Regions from separate parts of the Zea mays genome. Here region 1 is linked to region 2. A link is a contact called in public Hi-C data. All regions are on one chromosome and are shown on one strand. The core of a region is the stretch at or near the end of the contact, and the rest is flanking DNA. Distances in the headings are between cores, read along the strand shown.

Region 1 (7,568 bases), core at 3,601-6,100, 390 kb before region 2:
GGGCTCCGGGAGTGCGCTATCCGCGCAGCTCGTCCACCAGCCGCCGCGAGGAAACTTCCGCGTCCTCCTACCCCGCGCTGGCGACTGCATCTTCCGGGGCCGAGCCCTCGATCCGGCGCGCTTCGCCGCCGGCATCGAGGCAGGAGGGCGAGAAGCGGCCGTGCGGAGGCGGGTCTGTCGGCGTAGAGCTCGCACCCCTTCGAACCAAGGCCGCGCGACCCACCGCAACCCAAGATCCAAGCCAGCTTCCCCCTGTTCGTCGCCGGAGAGTCGCCATCGGAAAAAGGCTTCGTCGTCCGCCGACTTCGTCGAAGGCAACCGGCAAAAGGAAGAGAAGCTCGTCGCCGCCGTCGTCTTCGTCTTCGATTCGGTCCACCGAGCCAGATCCGCGAAGAGCGAGGTACGAACTACACAAATCCTTTTTTGTTTAGTACTGAACCATTACCGTATTTTATTGTTCGTATTTGGGGGCATGGATTAGGGTTTGTGGGATGTTTAGGGTTTACGATCTGGAGCATTGTAAATAATGCGCTTCAATTTCATGCATCAATGGCTTATTGTTGTGCCCGGATGCTTAAATTTACACCAGTTTTGGGGGATCCATTTCGGGTTTGGGGGGTTGTTCGTCCCCGATGAATCGGTTCTGTCCAGATTCAAATTACTCAACATTAATTTTGTATGCGACCATGGTAACCTAATCTGCAAATTTATAACAGGTTCACATAGATGCAATGTACATTGATTAAGGGTTCATTTCAACTGTGTACTCATAGTTTGGAATCCCTTCAATTCAGTAGTTTGTATAAGATACATAAATTGTAGTCGGTGTTAACTAATTCAACACTGTGTTTGATGTAGCCATGGATTCGGAGAACGAAAAGCTCCGTAAAGCACTGGCTACTCTGCTCAGAGTTGTTCAAAAGCGTAGTTGTGACATCGTTGATGTCGTCAAATCAGCCTTCCAGCCTTTCAACTCACCTTTGGTCGACGAATTGAACCGAGCACTAGTTGAGATTGACGACCTCGCCAAGGATCTTGAAGACGTAGCAGTGCAAACTCAGTGGGAGGTAGAAAATATGGCTAACAGTCAAGTGAAAGAACATCCACAACAAGAGGAAGCAGTAGAGGACCTTCTCATACAAGATGGTTCAGAAGACGACCTACTGATAGACGAAGAGTCACCAATTAACTATGAAGACCTTGTGGGCTACGACGATGGTCGTGACTACTCAACCGACGACACATATCCGTACTAGTGTTCTAGGTTTAACTTCAGTATAAGTATTGTAGCATGTTCAGGTCTATGTTAAGGTGTACTTGTTGGTTGGTATGATCATGCTTTTGGGGGAGTTTAATGTTCTGGTCTATGTAAACTGAATCCGGTTCAGTTACTACAATAATTATTGTGTTTTGTTGGACTATGTTTGCCTTACTTTATACCATGTTATATGATGACTACATGCTCATTTATATCATGTTTGATGTGCCTTTATTGCATAGAATGGGGAGTGATTGGAACCAGGTGATGTCTCAATATGGAAGCTTCCTTAGCCAGATTGACGAGCAGCCTATCGGAACACAACATTCTGAATTTCCAGTTGATGGGCAACCCGAGGGCTCAAGAACACCAGCTGTTACTAAAAAGCCAACTCAAAGAACTAAGCTAGCAAACTTCACTGCTGAAGAGGACACAAGGGTATGCCATGCATGGCTTGCTGTTAGTTGCGATCCCATTATTAACACAGGGCAGAAACGTCAAGGATTTTGGAGTAGAATTACTGAAGCATACAACTCAAGACGAGGAACATTGCCAGAAAGGTCCACAAAATCTTTGATGAGTAGATGGGATACTATCAAAACACAGTGTTCCACTTTTGCTGGATATTATGCATGTTTTCATGATGTCCCCAATGTGTTCAGGACTCCAACCGTATGCAGGTCCACGGACCACACCCCATCTCTTCTGGAGTACACCGAAAGCTCGTTCTATATCTTTTCGAGCAGACTCTTGAATTGTTGCAAAGTGTTGGGTTCTAACATCGTAGGGGTTACAGATTGTCTTGACAAATGCGGGCCAGTCAGGGTAAATCCCGTCCGCTAGGTAATATCCCATATTGTACGTGTGACCATTCACAGTGAATGAAACTGGAGGTGTGTCACCGCTCAGATGCCTTTCGAAAAGGTTTGAACGGTGAAGAACATTTATGTCGTTGCAACTACCTGGCAGACCAAAATATGCATGCCATATCCACAGGTCATACGACGCAACAGCTTCCAAGATCATGGTAGGATGTTTACCACGCCCTGTAAACATCCCCTTCCATGAACTTGGGCAGTTACGCCACTCCCAATGCATGCAATCAACACTACCAAGCATACCAGGAAACCCACGTGACTCGCCAACTTGGAGAAGGCGTGCGATATCTTCTGCATTTGCTGCACGGAGATAATACGGAGCAAACGCGGTTTGGACAGCCGTGCAAAAGTGTTTCAATGCCTCATGAGCAGTAGATTCCCCAATACGTACGTATTCGTCAACGGCATCAGCCGGAATACCGTAAGCAAGGATTCGAACAGCAGCAACAACTTTCTGTAGAGCAGAAAGACCAATCTCACCCGCACAATTTGGACGCTGAATAAAATAAGGATCCACTTGTTGCACAACATCAACAAGGCGCTCAAAGACATGGCGACGCATGCGGAACCTACCATACATTTCATGTGTCATAATAGGGGTCATGAAGTTTTGTACATGGTAAAAAGAATGTGTTAATTGTAAATACCTCCTACGAAATTGAGCATCCGTGTACACCGGGTTGGCTCCAAAGTAGTCCGCTCGGATTCTTGCATCGCCGCTCATGTGATCACGATGAATCCTAACACGCCCTGGAATCGAACCACCATGACGACGCTCATTGCGTACACGTCGCCTCCTATTGACCATGTGCCTCGCCAACTGCAACTCTTCTTCTTCCTCTTCCATTTCTTCCATCAACCGCACAAGAAAATTGTTTTCTAAGTAGGGATTCATGGTTGTGGAGTTTGTAAAGGCAAGGTTGAGTGAAGTATGGAAGGCTCACTTGGTATTTATAGAGGAAGTACGCTTCGGTAGAAGCCATGCGCTTCTCGTGCAAGAGAAGCTAGGCTATGGCTTCTCGAAGAAGAGTACGGGCTTACGGTGCAAGCTTGTCCATTTGAAAACATATTTTGCCAACGATATTATACTATGTGGCGCGTTATCGACAACAATTACACAACAACAAAACAAGCAATGTAATTAATATTGACATTTCGAATTTATTACTTTCAAAATTAATAAATACAATTTTTACGTATCATTTATGTAGCGTCAAATGAGAAGAAAACAAAGAAAAATGAAAAAGAAATGGAAAATGTGAATCTGTTAACACTGTAGCTTTAGGGGACGGAATTTAGAGGACGCTGCTGGAGACGGAGAATATATAGAGGACAGAATCTTTTAGAGTGTTCTGTAAAGGACAGAGAATATTCCTTTAGGGGACGAAATTTAGGGGACGCTGCTGGAGACAGCCTAAAACATACCTGTCTGTATTTAGGGTCCGAAAGAGTACACGTCGAACACCTTTAGGAATGTTTAGGGATGCCATAACATCAGCTACAATAAAAAAATAGGCAATATTTTGTGACTTGTCTTGAACTAAAGTCATGTTACACACCATCATATTAAGAACATTTTTAATCCAAAAGTGCTTGTGAGTTATGTTAACCATTCCAAAAGTCTAGCTATATGCCTATATTTTTGTAATCATCAATTGACTCTACATCATGGGACGTTAGATAATGCTTGGTCGTTTAAAACCTATGCTAAACACCATGATACCCACCTGCAATTTAGAATTTGAACCTCTTATGGAAATATTTTTTTAGATAACAGAATAGAAGTATCTAATTATTATTTACTAAAAAAATAGTAGGGTTATGGATGGTCATATGTACGTATCTAGAGTTAGGTTGTTTACACAGCTACAACTATAAGAATTCTTAGAGCTAGTCATCATCTCAAGTTTCATGAAGCTGCTGGTAAACTGAAAGAATTTGATTGGACAATCTTATTATTATTGTTATTTTGTTATAAAAACATTCTCTAAGCCAAATAATATAATCCTACCAAAAAAAGGTGAGGATTTTGGCTAATGCTAATTTACGAGCAAAGTATGTACTGCAGTAGACAGTAGTACTCAAAAGTAAATGTTGGTCTGTTGTGTCTTTTTATTTTACCTGTGATGTTCTTATCTCTGGGAACGTCAACCAACAGCGCTGGTCCTGCACACCGTTTCAACTCATTTTTTTTACTTACTTTTGGAGAAAAATAAACCCTTCTTAAAGTACAGTAAATGCTGAAAGCAACATTGATAGCAATATACCGTTGAGGACAGCGAGGTCGAGGGTGTCGACGTCGAAGCCGGTGTCGTAGTAGTGCTCGAAGACGTGTCCCGGCGCGTCGACGTGGGTGCCGGAGTGCGCAGTGAGCCGGAGCTCCGAGAAGTTAGCGATGTCGGAGCCGTTGCGCATGGACCGCGCCAGCTGCAGGAACTCGCCGGAGCCCTCTGATGACTCCCACTCCGGCATGTCCTCGCGGTAGTAGTGGCTGATGTCCACGATCCGCCCGCCGTCGAACTCTTCGCGCCGCTCCGGCGCAGGCACCAGCACCGTTGCTTTCTCCGCCTCTGCCTCTAGCATACCGCTGCATGCCTCCTCAGCGTGCGCGTAGCCCGGGTGCGCGGCGGTCTCGCCGGAGACAACCGTTACCACCGGAAGCAGCAGCAGCTGGGAGAGGAGCAGGGACGCGAGATCCATGGAATGGATATGCCTTGACTGGGGAGTGGGTGCCTAGCAGCACAGCTGTTGTAATATACGTGTGGGAGTCTAATATTTCCACGTCATTGCTTACGACCGTGTTGAAAAAAAGTATTACTTTCTCGTTTCGTAATGGAAAGAATAACGAAAGAGGTTGGAAAGAGAAAAAGTGTACTACTTAAACTTTAGTAGCTTACGAATGGAGGGCATCATATCATATACACTGATTCCATAAGCTCTACTTTTTTTGTTTAATTTTAAAGTACAATGCAGGTGTGCATCGGTTAGATAAACAGCTACATGCCATTGCTGTTTGTGAATTGTGCGCAACACGTTTGATGACTACAACAAATACATTATGTTTGCCTTCAACCCCGTCAACATCATTCAACTGAACTAGGGCCAAACCAATGCGAATTAGATTATTGTACAACATTACACCCTAACCATTCCAGAAAGCCTTCCAATCTAATTCTCACGATCATCGTTTTACCAAAAAATCAGTAGCACAAAGTGCTCCATTCAGTGTGCAAAACTTAAACGACCAAGACAAATTCTAGTAACAATTGCTTGTGGTGGTAGGAAGCCCAAAGAGGTATAATGATTGGTCACAAGTTGAATATCTGAACAGGCCAGCTGCGCTTCCGGCCATCTGAACTGATTGCTGTGGTTTCAACCGATATGTCTATGCTGCGGTGCTCAGATGCCCTCACGATGCTGATCCGAGACCTGAGCGCCGTAGCTGGGCACTCATCTGTGCCAGCCAATGCAGATGAACCCAGGGTTGATTCCTCCTTCGCCATTGCAATGGGCTCTTCAAAGGTGAAGATTGTCTGTGACCAGTGAGTTGGTGTAGAGAAGGGAGAGGTGGAGAGGACAACAGGCTTCTCCTTGCAGAATCTGTCGGTAAACCCCGTGTCAAACCACAAGACAATGCCATAGCACCAGGTCACTCCTGACACAGTGGCACTACTTTCACTGAGCATCAGCTCAAAGCTTGCAGTAAAATCCATCTCACTTTCCTTCATACTTGCAAGATCAAAGGACTGAATACAAAAAACAGAAGCAACATGTTAGTATAAATCTCTTAATTCAAAGTGGCATTTGAGCAAATTTTACAGAATACTCGAAGTACAGAAAATACTACAAGACTACAATTCATTTTTTTTTACAAAACTACGCTTTCTAAAACCAGTTTCACAAAACTTGATTTTTATCAACATAGGCATCAAAATATAGACTTGAATCATTTTTGACAAACTACACTTTTTTTTGTGAGGACATCAGTCCTTCAATTCAAATTTCAAACCACACCACCAGCTACAACAGACATGCAATGACTAGCCACTCGGTCTTGTGCACACGAACTCAATTCTGTGATTCTTGTAAGGAATGAAGGTGAAGACATAAAAAAATGAGAGCGAAACAGAAGGGGTGGTGTGCCACCTGTTCTGAGCTAGGCCCATGTAATAAAGACCACATTTAGGCAGATTTGGAAGGGATGGGAGAGAATTGTGCAAACATTGTACTTCAGTTGTGTCAGATGACTCATGCAAGACAGCCTTTGAGAATTCCACATGTGTCGAGATTGTTCTTAATATATTCCAGTTTTGCCAAAGTCAGGTTGCATAAATTGGACCTTGTTTTCAGATAGCAAGGTCAATAACCATGTCAAGTTGGTTCTGTGATTACTAAGGCGAGCCGCCCACGATCTGTTTCTTCATAGTTAGATTTAGATCACAAGTCACCTCCACCTGCTTGATAGTTAGCCTTAGGGTCACTCGTCACCCCAACAGTGTTTTGTAACCTCACTCTTCAGGTAATCAGATCTCAAAAGTGTAGTTTTTCCATACAAATGACAATAAATGTGGTTTTGTGATAGAGCATTATAACAGAGGTTTAGTTTTCTAAACTTGATTCCTCAGACCTCAAAGTGTAACTTTACAAAAGAAAAGGTTGCTAAAAATAGTTCTATGGAGCTACAAGGTGGTTTTTAAAAAGTGCAGTTTAGCATTAAGTACCACAAATTTTCCCTGTACAAAGAAACACGTGCATCACATTAAGGGCACGTTTGGCAGCCTTTCTGCTCCCTTTTCTAGCGAGAAACAGCAGGAATCGGTGCCAAACGCATAAAGGACATAGCAATTCTGGAGCAAAACCTTTCTTGCTTTTGTACTATGGGAGAGAAACGGTGAAATGGTGGTTTCTAGTGACTCATTCTTCCTTCTCCACCTCATATTTTTTCAATTAACCTTTTTTAAGCGGGCCAAGTTAAAATGGGTTGTATTTAAGTGGTTCATCCAGGAAAAAGGTTGGATGTTTTTGAAGTATATTTTTATTTGACTTTTTTGTGAATTCGTACACAGCCTATCAGTCAAGTGGTTTCACAAAGTGATTCTGATTCATCATATCCAAAACGTTTCTACGAGAATCCGGACTTCCGGAGCCCTGCCAAATGCTCCATAGGGTAGTTAACACCCAGATTGATATCTAGCTCTACAGACATTTAACAAATTCAACATCAGAAGTGAAACTAAGGCCCTGTTTGAATGCGCTAGAACCAATAGTTAGTTGCTAAAATTAGCTAGAGATATCCAAACAACCCAACTAATAGTTTAGTTATTAGCTACTTTTAGTTGGAGACATCCAAAAGCCCCCAACTAATAGAGTCCAGCTAACTATTAGCTACATCCTCAAATACCCATTAGTAATTAGTTCGTTCAACCCAGCTA
Region 2 (7,126 bases), core at 75-2,574:
GCCGCCGACGTCGCAGACAAGGAAGCTCATGCCTGTCACCTCGGAGATGATCTTGGCGCACTCCGCGGTCTCGTCCTGCGATGCGTCCAATGGTTGGTAAGCAACGCGGTCTCACAACAAGAAGGATGCAGCAACCTACAGTGCTACCGCTGATGCTATAGCATTGCGCTGCGCTGACCTCGGGGGCATTGATGAGCGCGAGCAGCTCCGAGTCGTCGTCGCCGCCGCCGGCTGTGGTGAGCAATGCGGCGGCGGCCCACGCCGAGGGCCGGTGCCGAGGCCACCTCCAATCTGCCATATTTTTTTGGAATATAAAAAACAAGTCTTTGGCACGGAAATGCAACAACGCTACGTTGGCTGGAAGCCTGGAACTCGCGAGGAGAAGCACGCACCGGCCATGACCGCGAGCAGGACGGCCTCGCAGTTGCGTAGGCGCATCGCAGCGTCGGCGAGGACAGGCTGGAGGTAGGAGAAGGGCGTGACAGGGTGCATCCGCCACCCTAGCGCGGAGAGAACGAGCAGCTCCATCCGGCGCACCGTCTTGGCCTCGAACACGTCCGCGTCCGCTGCGTCAGCGTCGGAGCTGGCGGCGGCGCAGAGCTGGAGGTCGAGGAGCAGCGGCACGCGCGTTTCCTCGACCTTGGCGGCGAGCGCGACACAGGCGACGGCGGCGAGGCGCGACATCCAGGGCTGGTCGCCGAGACGGAGCGCGCCCCCGGGGAGGAAGCAGCGGTCCAGGTAGGCGGCGGACAGCGCGGAAGTGAGCGCAGAGAAGCCCAGCCGTGCCGCGGCGCGTGACGCCCAGCCGACTGCGGCCTCCCGGCCTGCCGAGCCGCCGTACCCATCCTCCTCCCCATCACCCGCCAGCACCACCCCCTCCTTGTCCCGGAGCGCCTCGAACAGCGCCGGCAGCTCGTCGTCAAGAGCCGCCGGTTGCTGCTGTCCGCGCTGGTCCTGCCACTGCTCGTCCACAACCTCGACGGGTCCTTCGTGGTACAGATCGAGGTGCTCCTCCGGGCAGTAGAGGGGGTCGAACAACGCGGCGAAAGCTGCCATGACTTATTCACTGCTAGGATAGGTAGGCCCGATGGAGAGAGCGAGCGATGGGAGAGCTCAGGCCACGGCGGCGGAGGAGGAAGATGAGAGCGGCGGCGGCGGCGGCGGCATCGCCTCTTCCATGGTGTGAGGTTGCGGCGAGGAAAAAATTCGTCCTTTTTCTCGGTCTATGCAGTGGCGTGGGTAGTGACGAGGCGAAGGCAGAGCAGAATCCGAAGTGGAGAGGAGGGAAAGCGTGGTTTTATTGAGGTTTGAGAGGAGAACAGGAGATAGAAAGAGAACGGGGAGGGAGAGGGAGGAGCGAGAGAGAGAGAGTGACACGCATGCAAAACAGCGGCTTCTTTAGTGCTGCGGCGAGCGGCGTGGTGAGGAGGGCCGTCCAGGGCTTTGATTTTTTGGGCTTCCCTCCAACATCTTTTTGGGTTCCCCAGACAGGAGCAGCGACACGCAGCAGCTGCACTGCACTCTGCACACTAGTGCCTCTCCATCCGTCTCTTGAATGACCGGTGAGTAAGGTCTTTTCGTGCCTAGCCTACTTGGTCTACTGCTCCAAACACATGGACAAACTAGCACTTAGTTGTTGTCCTAGTTCTCTCTAAATTTTTCCCATATATCATTTTTTTAAGTCACATCATAAACATTTTATCTTATTTTTTATCTTCCACACCGGTTCCCTCTATATTTTCTCCCTATACCCACTATAACTATAAAATATCATTATCTAACCATATTCATCATCTATTATCATTTTTTCTTCACTTATTAAAAAAGCACCGTACGAATGAACAGTGAATAAAGGGATGGCGGCCTCACGCTGGCTGTGGCCGTTTCCTATTCACATCTGCTGGCTAGAGGGTCTTGTAGAGGACGTCGTTGCAGCCGTGGAGGGCTCCTGTAGCCGCCAGATCAAGGGGAGGGGGCGGCCTGGCGTACGTGGCTGTTGACAGCCTTAGGCTCCAACTAGGGCTTGTACAACATTGAGCACTTTAATCAGTTTTCTGCTGACAAAAGACAGCTAAGGTCATTTCCATTGAAAGTTTTATTGCACAGTTTTCAAAAGTGACACACCAAATTTTATCTATAAAATCGTGTATCTTAAGTTTCATTTAGATAAAACCTTCTCTTCTATCATAAAACTCTATCTCTCTCATCATAAATATCGTGTTATATCATAAATATGGTGATATGTTATCTAAGTTAATAAAAATGAAACTATGATAAAACTCTCACTAAAATGGTCTAAGGGACAATAATATAATCCTAAATCTGAAAATCACACACACACACACACACACACACATATATATATATATATATATATATATATATATATATATATATATATATATATATTGTATACTAGGTGAGTGCCCGTGCGTTGCAACGGGGACATATAATACCATGATAACTTATATACAAAATGTGTGTTATACTGTTATAAGAAAATGTTATTGGTGGCAAGGACTGACGAGGATTGGGTGGCGAAGTGATGTTTAAGACAATTTTAGAACTGACGAGGATTGGATGGGATTGGCACTGATGTTCTTGCTGGTGCACATTGTGAAGCAATGGATGTTGTTGCTGTTTTGGATTCCTCTACTTCAAGTCTGAATTTGGGATTTTCAGATCCTACAACTATTAATGGAACTGAGGTTAGATCCATACCATTAGTTGTTTAATTTGTAGCACATTTGTACCTATCGGTTTAGGGTTCTGTTATTATAGTTCTTTCATGTATTCAGGGTTTAGCATACACAGAGCAATGGTTTACATAACATAAAATAATTGTTTTGCAGGTCCCTGAAATTGATTGGGGTCATCAAGTGATTGTGTAGTAGCAAATGTGTGTTCTCGCACAATAGCCTATGTGTAGTAGCAAATGTGTGTTTTCAGTTTAATGTGAGAACATGTGTGTTTTAAGTTTCAGCGAAGTGAATGTGTGAGAATATGCCTGCACTTGTCAGAACCTGCACTTGCTTGTGTTTTCAGTTTAGATTCATGTCATTGTGTGTTTGAACATGTGTCAAAATAATTGTGAAACCAAAACTGTTGTTGTTGCAAGGTGACCTCAAACTGCAGGCGGTGGAGCTAGTTAAGTGACCTTAAACTCCAGGTTTTTATGCGACCTCAAACTGCAGGTTCATGAAAACAAAAATAGGCAAGGATACAAAATCATGAATATGACCTCAAACTGTAGGTTCATGATCAACCAAACATAATGAAGTGCAATAGAAACAGCAGGGATATAAATTCATCACAGATAACCAGGGATACATAAGCAAGTTCTCACAACACACATAACCAAGGATACAATTCAGTCACATACATAAGGACTACACAACATACTCCAAATAGACTCCACAAATTTCAGTACTACTGATTGTTGTTTTGAATCCTGCCTTGGCAATCGATCACTCTAATATGAGGGCGTGAAGCTATCAGGGTGCCCCTGGTACTCACAACCCCCTGGTAGGATGTAGGGGATGAGCATGGATGTGGGTGCCCGATGACCACCGCTGCTATCAGGGTGTGAAGCTCCTCTCATCTGTCCTAGGAGCCTGGTGTGCTGCTTGATGAGAACAATCTGCCCGATTATGTACGTTGGGTGAGCGATGCTCTCCTCTTCTGGACAATCAGCTTCTTGCCCCATGAGCTGTTCTCCCACTTGGTCTTCACATCTGAAAAAAGAATAGCAAGAGGTCAAATAAGTGTCACCATTCTCTTATGGGCAATCATCTATAATATAGAAGATGAATAAAGTGTGGCGGTGCTAAAGAGGTCCACAGCATAAGCTCTATCGTTACCAGCTTCCTCCATCGCCTTGATCAGGGTTGTCTTCTTGGGGACACGTTTGATCTCAATCTTGATGTCAGTAAACTACGAAAGATGAGGTGTGGAATGAAAAAAGGAGCAACAATATGGTTAATCCAAAAGGCGACAAAACAACCTTGATATTTATTGTCAATGGTGATCCAACACACAGAGCAGTGGCAAACACCGACATCGAAGGGAGAAATGGCTGAACAGCTGCACAGAGCCTTGGAAGGGGAATCTGCATAATATAAAGAAGCATGAATTTAGACCTTTAATACATAAGTTGATCAAAGTGGGAGACAAAGATCAGAAACATAAGGGAACTGTCCAATCTAACAGCTCCCTCCCATACTTCAGTTCAAAGCAATGAAGGAAATACCATAAATTATATGGATCATTGATCCCACGAATTTATTCCATGCTAACAGATTGATAAGTGAATTTGGACTAATAGAGAGCAAAAACTTGCATGACATACCTGGTAGTGAACCATGTAAATGCAGCCGGGTACACCAGCGTGAGAATTGTAGTTCCCAGCACTATATGGGGAATAATGCAGATTACGAAGACATTCTAGAACCTGAACATGCTATATTAGGTGCCATCTCAACCGCTCTATGTGCTAAGCTATCCAATAATACGACGCATGAACCAACTGTAACGTCATAAAATTTTGGTGGTTTTTTAGGGTACTCATTTTTCTTGATTAAAAAATAGCACAATATGACAGGTTGAGAAGAGACTTTAGTTCCTTAAGTGTAATAAATAGGTTTTTAAGCTTCAAGGAAGCGTACTTAAATATATCCACCATTGGAGAAGGGTTGCAGAATTTTCAGAAACTACGAGCCAATTCTCCTGTCACATTATCAGGGGCAGCATATAGTGCTATAATGTTCAAACGAGAATACCTGAAGACAGCCAGCCATCAGTATATTTGTTAGTCAAACTGTACTGATCATTGCAGACTTTGACCATGTGTCCGTACAGAACCTTTTCCAAACCCTGGAAGCACAAAAATAACCCAATTTAGCAATCACGGACATCCCATTGATATAAAAGTATTGTCACAAAAGCAATGGAATGACATAAGAACAATACAAAAGCAACAGAAAGGTTCTCATCTGATGATAATGTTGCTCCAAAAATATTTTCAGTACTGATTTTTTCTGATCCGATTACTTACCATTACAAAACTATTTTCTCCTAATAAAACCAAAACTTCCTCACACGAAGGCCTTTCAGCAATGCATGCTGCCCAGTGAATTCTGTGGAAGGGGCCTTCGTATGTTTAAGAGATCAAGCTAGAAAGTTCAGTTGCTCTTAATACTGTAATCTACAATATGGCTGACTTTTGACATATTTCCAAGCTTTCAGCTTGATATAAGATTATACTCAGAACCCAATTGGCAGTGTAGCAACTCATAAGTATACAGACAAGTGGATGCATATTACATAGAAAACACTCTTCTTATCGTAGGCACACATCTAATCAAATAGGATGTACATTTCATTCTCAAGAAATGACATGAGAGTTACATTAGTTCACTACAAGAGTGATCTGAGCACCGCATCCTGCTATAAATTTACAAGGTTCATTCTTGAATACATCCATAGAGTTCCAGTTGCAAGGTTGTAATCTAACTTTCTATAAACAAAATGGCAGACCTAGTGCCAAAGGCTCCCACATAAGTGAGGTCTATGAAAGCGATAAACCGAGGCATTATCTTTAGTAGATGACAAAAAAGTAGAAGTCTTACCATTATCTCTTGCATAGTAAAAACTCTCTCTACCATAGTTAAATTGCTATAAAACGACTGAAACAAACAGCCAGTCATGGAATGAATTGATTTTCCACACCAGCACCTTATTCACACAAAAAGCAGTTTAACTGACACTGATAATATTTTGTGAATTACACAAATTGACAATCATGAAATAAAACAAATTAATTCTGAAAAAAGACCTTTTAAGCAAAACACAGGAAGCATTTTGTTTATCTAGGCTCGACTCAATAGAAATTCAGCTCGATTGAGAATACATGCATTTGGTAGCACAGCTGAGGAGACTGTATTAGAGGACTTGTGCTTTTTATTGGCCACCCAGAAACGCGCTATTTATTCTAAATTACACACCATCTCCAAACATAACCATTCTAAGACTGGTTCCCACTAAACAAAAACCCTAAACCCCAAACCCAAAACATGAATGACATAAAAGATGGCCCTCAAGTGTCACAAGTCACAGAACAAATTATTATCAGAATGTTGTGTTTTTTAGTAGTACAGTTCTCGAGGAATCACTTGCCTCGTTGTATTTGGCAAGACGGTCTGAACTGCAGGGTGCTCCAGTCTTAATCTGACCCTGTTATACAAAAAGAAAACAAAAAGACAAATGATACTATGCCTTACAGTCGAATAAAAGTTTGAATTTGCTAAGACAGTTATGTCCATCTAAAGTGTGCAGTGTATTATACTTAGCTTTCTCAACAACAAAGCTTGCACGGTAAGCTACACATGACACACGAGAAGGGAATCTGGGATCACAAGTAGTTAGCAAGTGAAGTGAGCATGTGGAGGAGTGAGCTAATAAGATGTCACAGAAACCACAAGTCCACAAGGCAATGTCTTCTTTTTCAAAAAAAAAGAAATTGTATTCAAAAATATTTGGAATCGTCATTTCACTATTGCATGACATTTGTTTGTCCCTGAATACTAAATAAATAATTCAACTACACTGCACGTCGTTGACATGTAAAGCAATTAAAAATATGACCAAGGAGCAAAAAAAGGAAGAAAGGAAGCAAGAATTTAGTAGTGGAAGAAGCCAGCAAACGAGGGCATGATTTAAAAAAGGAATAAGCAAAACAAGGATGCAGATTTAAAATTAAAAACATAAATAAACACAATACATGATTCACTTTATTGTGGAATGAGAATGAAATGGAGCCTTGTTTAATGTCAGATTTAAAATACTGAAACACGTACATGTTACCTAGATCAATTAAATCATATTCCATTTGGTCAATTTCAATACCAAATGTAAAAGCAATCTAGAAATATTGACCTAAACTGCAGATCAGCAGTAGTGCGTTCTGAGTAAATGGCATACCTTCATGAAGTGATTGTTCCTATACCTAGGACATTAGCATAATTTTAAATAATAATGATAGGATTCCATTAACGAGTTCATAAGATGACATGCTAGCAGTAAGTTATAGTACAACAGTGCAAATTTAGTGATAGTTTTCATAGGCTAT

Evidence for each region. A called contact is a pair of places that touch in the nucleus more often than the background predicts.
Region 1: a Hi-C map of endosperm shows a contact between it and region 2, with 2.6 times the contacts expected there. The contact joins the promoter of LOC100274378 here to the promoter of LOC100502214 in region 2. A contact is called at or near these places in 5 of 25 Hi-C or Micro-C datasets (ear, endosperm, leaf and 2 more).

Annotation. Positions count from the first base shown.
Region 1 is chr7:51,272,723-51,280,290 of Zm-B73-REFERENCE-NAM-5.0, reverse strand. LOC100274378 reads right to left here and starts at 4,850. Exons shown (of 7, transcript NM_001148738.2): 1 at 4,404-4,850; 2 at 4,258-4,302; 3 at 3,562-3,634. The coding sequence starts at 4,836. LOC103632361 (probable protein arginine N-methyltransferase 3) reads right to left here. Exons shown (of 7, transcript XM_008654177.3): 7 at 5,157-5,882. The coding sequence ends at 5,445.
Region 2 is chr7:50,878,648-50,885,773 of Zm-B73-REFERENCE-NAM-5.0, reverse strand. It overlaps LOC100502214 (cyclin10), which reads right to left and starts at 1,324. Exons shown (of 3, transcript NM_001196691.1): 1 at 393-1,324; 2 at 179-291; 3 at 1-75. The coding sequence starts at 1,056. LOC118473020 reads right to left here. Exons shown (of 10, transcript XM_035961228.1): 7 at 6,171-6,231; 8 at 4,779-4,872; 9 at 4,349-4,409; 10 at 4,018-4,108. The coding sequence ends at 4,018.